Linked DNA regions of Mus musculus: region 1 is linked to region 2. A link is a contact called in public Hi-C data. All regions are on one chromosome and are shown on one strand. The core of a region is the stretch at or near the end of the contact, and the rest is flanking DNA. Distances in the headings are between cores, read along the strand shown. Region 1 overlaps Wdr70 (WD repeat domain 70). Region 2 holds the start of Gdnf (glial cell line derived neurotrophic factor).

What was found. Hi-C and Micro-C count contacts between places; a contact is called where the count stands out from the background.
Region 1: a Hi-C map of myocytes shows a contact between it and region 2, with 2.4 times the contacts expected there. The contact joins the enhancer-like site here to the promoter of Gdnf in region 2. A contact is called at or near these places in 2 of 39 promoter capture datasets (both in the 3T3-L1 cell line), 13 of 484 Hi-C or Micro-C datasets (the C2C12 cell line, Sertoli cells, cumulus cells and 6 more), 1 of 115 datasets of contacts at active chromatin or transcription factors (embryonic stem cells) and 2 of 9 other capture datasets (embryonic stem cells and pancreatic islet).

Annotation. Positions count from the first base shown.
Region 1 is chr15:7,876,386-7,879,647 of GRCm38.p6, reverse strand. All of the region lies in intron 17 of Wdr70 (WD repeat domain 70), which reads left to right. Among named protein-coding and RNA genes, the nearest start is that of Gdnf, 62 kb to the right of the region's middle. Within about 2 kb of position 1,722, at least 71 of the 459 cell types and tissues checked have an H3K27ac peak or open chromatin away from gene starts, as enhancers often do. A contact at or near this core is called in the C2C12 cell line, embryonic fibroblasts, muscle stem cells and 1 more, where this site is marked.
Region 2 is chr15:7,813,890-7,817,139 of GRCm38.p6, reverse strand. Gdnf (glial cell line derived neurotrophic factor) reads right to left here and starts at 1,590. Exons shown (of 2, transcript NM_001301357.1): 1 at 1,375-1,590. The coding sequence starts at 1,525.

The sequences.
Region 1 (3,262 bases), core at 473-2,972, 62 kb before region 2:
AGAATCTACATTCTAAGAAGTGCCTAAAGTGATGATTTTGCACACAAATGCTTGGAAATAACATAATTACTCAGAATCAGAAACTATTTCTCATTAAGAAACTTCATGCTTAAAGGCCAGACAGCTTCATTTATAAAAGACTCATAGCAAATCATTTCCATAGAAAAAGAATCTCCCCAGGATTTGAGAACATAGCATGTTGCAATGTTGTACTTAACACATGAATTCTTATGCTCAGTATGTTATACCTAGGACTTTAGAAAAGGTGTCAATCATCTGAGGCGAGGAACCCTGTTATCTAACGTGTTATGTAAACAGTCGTGGCACTTCTTCTGTACTAACACCGTGATGGACTTGCTAGAAAGCTTAGTATGTGTTAGCATAACAATCCTCATCACCCACGAGGTAGACAGTATTCCTGTCCCCACCTTGTAGATGACGGAACGGAAATGTGTAATTTGACCAGTGCCCCACAGGTAGCAGGTGGCCGACTTAGGACTGTGTACAGAGAGGCTGCCTTCTATGCCCTGTGCTTGTTTCTCCTCATGGGCAGCTAATAGTAGCTACTGGGATGCTGAGATGTCTGTGTGAGCCAGCATGGCTTAGCAGAGGGAACCCTAGACTAAGAGTCAGAAGTCCTGAGTGTACTTCCAGTTCTGCTACAGCCTGCTAAGGGCAGGGCTTGCCTTACTGAGCCGGTTCACGGTTCACCGTATCCACACGGTAGGAGGGTAGGATCCAGCCACACCCGAGTACCGGTCCTTAGAAATGTGTACCTGAGACATCAGAAAGATCTCGGGGAACCTGGCCCGCCTCCGCTTACTGTTTTCAAGTCTCAGTCTTCTTTCCTGTGTACCACTTAATAGTAAAAGAGCTAGTGGAGACATTACAGGACTCTTCTGGGTCCTTCATTCTTGTGTTCCATACCACATTTCACATTTGTTCACCCACATCTCACACTTGTTCTTTTTTCTAGTTGCTGAATTCTCAAACATAGCGTGCTGCACTCTATGACTTCAAGAAGTGTTTATTTCTCAAATGCTATGTCTGCACTCTCTGAAGAAGATTCTTTATCTAAGGCATCTACTGCTTTATCTGGAAGCTTCTTACACATGCCCAGTGTTTTAAATTTTTTATTTTATTTTTTGGTTAGGTACTCACAGATAGAAGCAGCCATTTCAAGCTGAATCTTTTTGGTCAATCCTTTTGTTTAATCACAATAATTCTGCAATTGTGATGATTGGGTCAGAGTTCAGCCAGGCTGGATTCATGTTAACGGGGTTAACAAGTGTGTCAGATTGTCGAGTCATGGCTATTATTGGCTTTGGCTTTGAGGTTTTCGTTCATAATAAACAACGGGCCCCGAGCCAAGAGACCTCGTGGTCTGTGCTCACATCCTCATGATTAAATATTGCAAGTGATTTCCCCTCATATTCTTCCCATCACCCACGAGCTTGCTTTCTGCATCTTAGGTGAATCACAGCAGAAGCACACCCGTAATTAGAGAGACTGTGACCCGTGCGCGGACTTTGCATCGCAGCCGAAAACACTGATGACTTCACTCTGCTTTGAGTGTTAGAAGGAGTTGCAGAGGCATAGATTAGGGCTTAGTCAGAAGAAAATAGAAGTCCCCTTGACACTTTGAGTCTCTGACACAGACAGTGCACTCTAAATACCCTTTAGAAGACTGCGGTGGGTGGGGATGGGTTTGCTCTCACTGGCTGCTCTGGCTGGAAACCCTGAAGGGCACTCACTTTCCTTGGATTCCTGTCATTGTGCTGGAGCGCGCACTTGCCATGACTCACATTGTACAAATAATCTGGAGAATTTCTTTTAAAGTACCAAAGGGAGTGATAGAGTCAGCGAGCCACGAAAGCAGGGAGGAAGGCTACTCTGGGGGAAAGAGAGAAGGGAGCCGGGTCACAGGGCAGGAGACGACTAAGAATTGAGTGTAGTGATGCGTACCATGTAGATGCTTCGGGGAAAGCCTTTGTATACTAACTCCCAAAAAGAACTTCAGCCAACTCAGGAATGCTGAGAGCAGGAGAAATGTCTTCCCCAGAGAAGAGCACACCACTGGCTATCCAGAAATGGCTATCCAATACCTAGTGGTCAGCCCTGAAAACATAGAAGAGTAACCTGAGCAGATGATATATAGAAGCATATACATGTACATATATGCATATAATAAGAACTAATGAAAAAGGAGACCGTAAATGTAAAAGAGAACAAGGAAGAGTATATTGAAGGGCATTATGGGAGGAAATGGGAAGGGTACATGATGTAATTATATTATAATTTCAAAAATAAGTGATAGAAAAGTTTTAGACTAATTTTTTTTGAAAAATTAGCACAAAGCATCACCAAATTACACCTTGTAGATTTGGTAGACATTTGCATAAGCTCCTGTATTAGCTTCATGAAATCATATTTACATGTAAGAAATGCAGGATATACTGGAAACATGACAGAGCAAGACAAAGCCCAAAAAAGCATTCCTTTGAATAGTCTATTTAGAGGTTGACAACAGTCATTATACTAAAACTTAACTGTCCTTAATAATCCAGTGAGCTGTTACCAAATTTAATCAGATGAAAAATTCTTACTCAAAAGAGTTCATTAAACTGGAAGATGTAAGTTCCACATCAGCCTCTGTATGGTTAACACATAAAAATGGCCACTATTAGGCAGTGGCAGAACTGGGTGAAGTTGCTTTGAGTAAAGTACTCACCAAACAGGTTCTCCTTTGAAACTGCGGCATCCCTATGAATCTGCTGGATTACAGAGTCATCTCCCTTTCTTTTAAGCCATTGCCTTTATCTGTTCTCAGTTAGGGCAAGGGAGATGAAGCTGTCTTGAGGCTGTAAGTTCAAGGAACTGCCTACTAATAATTAGAGAATAAGGGACCACAAAGATGGCTCAGAGGTTAAGAGCATTGGTTGCTCTTCCAGAGGACCCAGGATCAATTCCTACAGGTCATATGGTAGCTTACAACTACTTAGAACCCTAGTTCCAGAGCATTCAATGTCCTCTCCTGGCATCTACAGCCACCACGCATGCACATAGTGTACAGATACGCATACAGGGAAAACACACACACACATCTTTTTAAAATAAGCAAGTGTAAGATAAGGAATGATGGTAAATGCTTTCTTGAAGAATGTCTCTCTTGCACTCTGTGTCATGTACGTATGTAGCTCAGAATTGCTGCTGGGTTTTCATTGTCCATGTGGTTTGGCTCGCCACACTGTCTCTCGTGGAC
Region 2 (3,250 bases), core at 341-2,840:
TAGTGGGAAGCAAGCCCCGGTAGACAGGATACTAATATAGCAATTAAACCCCCATGAATTAATCAGAATGCAATCAAACAGTCAGAGTTCTCTCCACTGATACCTGAATTTGAGAACTATTATTATCTGCCACTCTGCCCCTGTCCCTTTGGTTTGCCCTTTTGCAATGGTTAAATGAAGACAACAACAGAGGGCATTTAGAATTTCAATCAGAGAAATATTTGTACGCCCTAAGCTTGGGATTGAAGTGAGGCTCTTTAAAGATGAGTTTAATTGACAGGTCTGGGTCTGAATTTCAAGGGACCAACTACGTTCCTTTTAAACCACAAATCACTCCCAAAATCCTTATAAAATTCTATCCCCCCCGCCCCTTTTTGACCCTTATACAAGAAGCCATTTTTGTTGTTGAAATGAAACACTTGCCACATTCTGCCTGTTTTCTTGTCCAGGGCCAAGGGTTTCTGTACGTCCTGGGCTGACTCAAGCTTTCCCTGGTGGTCATAACCACAGGGCACTTCAAATGCAAACCTTCAAAGCCACTCGTTCTAAGGGGTGAGGTGGGTGGCCGCTGAGTATTTTGAGATTGTATCAACTTTTCTGTTGCCACCTTTTAACCTAGATACTTTCATTTTCTCTGTAACTCCTTTCCTGTCTATCTGACTTTACCCGTATGGACTTCTGAGGACTGGAGGATAGGTTGTAATTGCTCGCTTCTAGAAGGCATTAGCTTTGGAGCAGTAAATCACAGACTTGTTTTAAGAGTACCCTGCGTTTGTTGTGGTTGTTGTTTTTGAGTTAGCACTGTGCATTCTGAACGTTTCTCCCTTTCAGTCCACTTTGCACTAGTCACCCTGGACTCTTCCTATAGCAGAACTCTTCTGAACAGAATTGACACTAGGCAGATGCTAGCTCTGGAAATGGAGGTCCTTCTGTGTTTTCTCTCTGGCTGGCCTTTCTCACAAAACTCCTTGCAAGTGCAGTTCAGGATGAAAATGCAAGAGGGTTTTAGCAAGGCACAGTAAAATAGCCTTAAAAGAAAGATCCTGCTGTGTATTCTTAGAGGGGCAGGGAAGTAAGGGGTTGGGGGCAATGTGTGTGTGCCCTGGTTGTGGTTGTGATGGTGGCGATAGTGGGATATTTGTTGATGAGAATGATAAAGGGACACTATTCCACATCCTCTGTATTTGCAAGGCGCCTGGAAACCCTTGGGCAGCGGCATGCAGCTGAGTACCCTTAAGGGCCTCCCAGCCCTTCCCACTTAGTGGAGAGGCGCACAACCTTCCCGGCTGGCCCGGGTGACTGCGTGCGTGCATGCTGCGGTAGGGTGCCCTGGGGTCCGCCGGATGATGCCCCCGGGGAGGGAACGGTTCTTACAGTCACTGGTCAGCGCGAAGGGCACGCGGCGGTGGCCGAGGGAGTGGTCTTCAGCGGGCGCTTCGAGAAGCCTCTTACCGGCGGGCAGCGGGAAGGCAGACGCGGTGTGGAGCAACACCAGGCAGACAGCCACGACATCCCATAACTTCATCTTAGAGTCCCGTCCGGCGGCGGCACCTGCGCGGGCGGGCAGCGGGGAAGAGAACCGCACCAGGCAAGTTAGGCTCAGACGCCCAGGACCCTGGTGCTGACTGCAGGGCAGCCTCTTCACCACTTCCCTGCCCCCCCCCCCAACCTGCTCCCAACTCACAGCCTCTCCGCCCGCACTGCTTTTGATCGGTGCTTCCCTAAGCACCCCGCCCTTGTTCTGGTTTACTGCCCGCCCATCTTCCTTCATCCCTGGTACACCCCAGGTGCAGCTCGCATTCCCAACGGGTGCACTGCTGACCACTCTTCGGTCCTCCAGCCTCCAACTTCCAGAGGTCAGATTATGGACATAAATTTATACCACAACTCCGGGCCCGTTGCTTCTACTGGCTCGCGCGACATCCCATATTCCCGGGGGGCGGGGGCGCACGGGGTAGCCCCCATCTGGCTACCTTTGCCCGGCCCTCGACAGACAGAGACCACCCTTCCCCTCCCCAGCAACTCCCATATGTGAGCTCTGGAAGCCATCCTTTCGCTGATGCAAACAACAGGCTTTTTACCTCTGGGACTAAAATCAAGCTCACCTATCTGTCCCAGGCTGGACCTTTCTTCTAACTAGGCAGGGTGTAGGCTCAGGCTTGGTGGAAACACTTGCCCTCCCTCTGTCTACCTTTTAAACATCCTGGCTAAGTGAAAGAAAAAAATGTCACCAGAACAAGTTCATGTGACTTTGCAGACTCTGGCCTGCATAAAAGTGCCAAGTTAAGTCACTTAACTTCGGAAGCATCGGTTTGGCTTAAAATACCAGTTCCACTTCTTAGGATCATTAACTCACGAACAAGTCCAGAAAGTGCCCAATAAATGTTTTACCACTGTTAGTAGGCGGCGACTGGATCTATCTTGACATTTAAAGCCCTCCGTGGTATACCCGAACACGCCCTTGATTTTAGTTTTGCAGCTTTGTGAAGTTTTGGTCCTAATTCTGTCCCTCTCAGCAGAGATGCTATCTTTCGGTTCCCCTAGCTACTCCAGGACCCAGGACCGTAGTAAGAGTCCTGAACACCGAGTCCTTTGGACTCTTAAGACCTCACATCTCTAGAAAGGAAGAAGGCCTTGCAGTCTGGGGTGAGCTTGCTAATAAAGAAGGCTATGTTCACTTGGCGAAAAGTCCCATCCAAAGAGACGGGGGAAGAGAGATTGAATCACTTCGGGTATGGTGGTACTCTGTCACTCACAAGTCCCGTTGTTCCAGCATGGGGAATTGGCTGGGGAGCATTCTCAAATCAGGTAAATCATGCATTTTGAGAAAACAGTCTTGACATTTTTAATGGGGGAGGGCAAATCAGTTTTCAGGTACACACACACACACACACACACACACACACACACACACCTCCCTGCACCTTTCCTATTAGTCTCCAGGCTTTTGCTTCTCTCTCCTTTCCGGGGTACATCCCTCCCGCCCCTCACAATCTCCACCCAGAATTCCAGTCTAGGTCCCTAGATAAGGCCACTAGGAAAGCATTTAATTCGGCTGCCACCTCCCACTGCTGCGGAGACGAATTCATTTTCCATCCCTTGGGCGTCTGTTTTCTCCGCAGCTGTTGGGTTCGGAGATTGGGAAGCGACGGAACCACACAGCTCCGGGGTTCCGGCTGCGCGGGCTGGCTCGAACACCCCAGAGGAGGGGGAAAAAAAAAGACTCCCCTGGCTCCCGCCCCTCACGCAG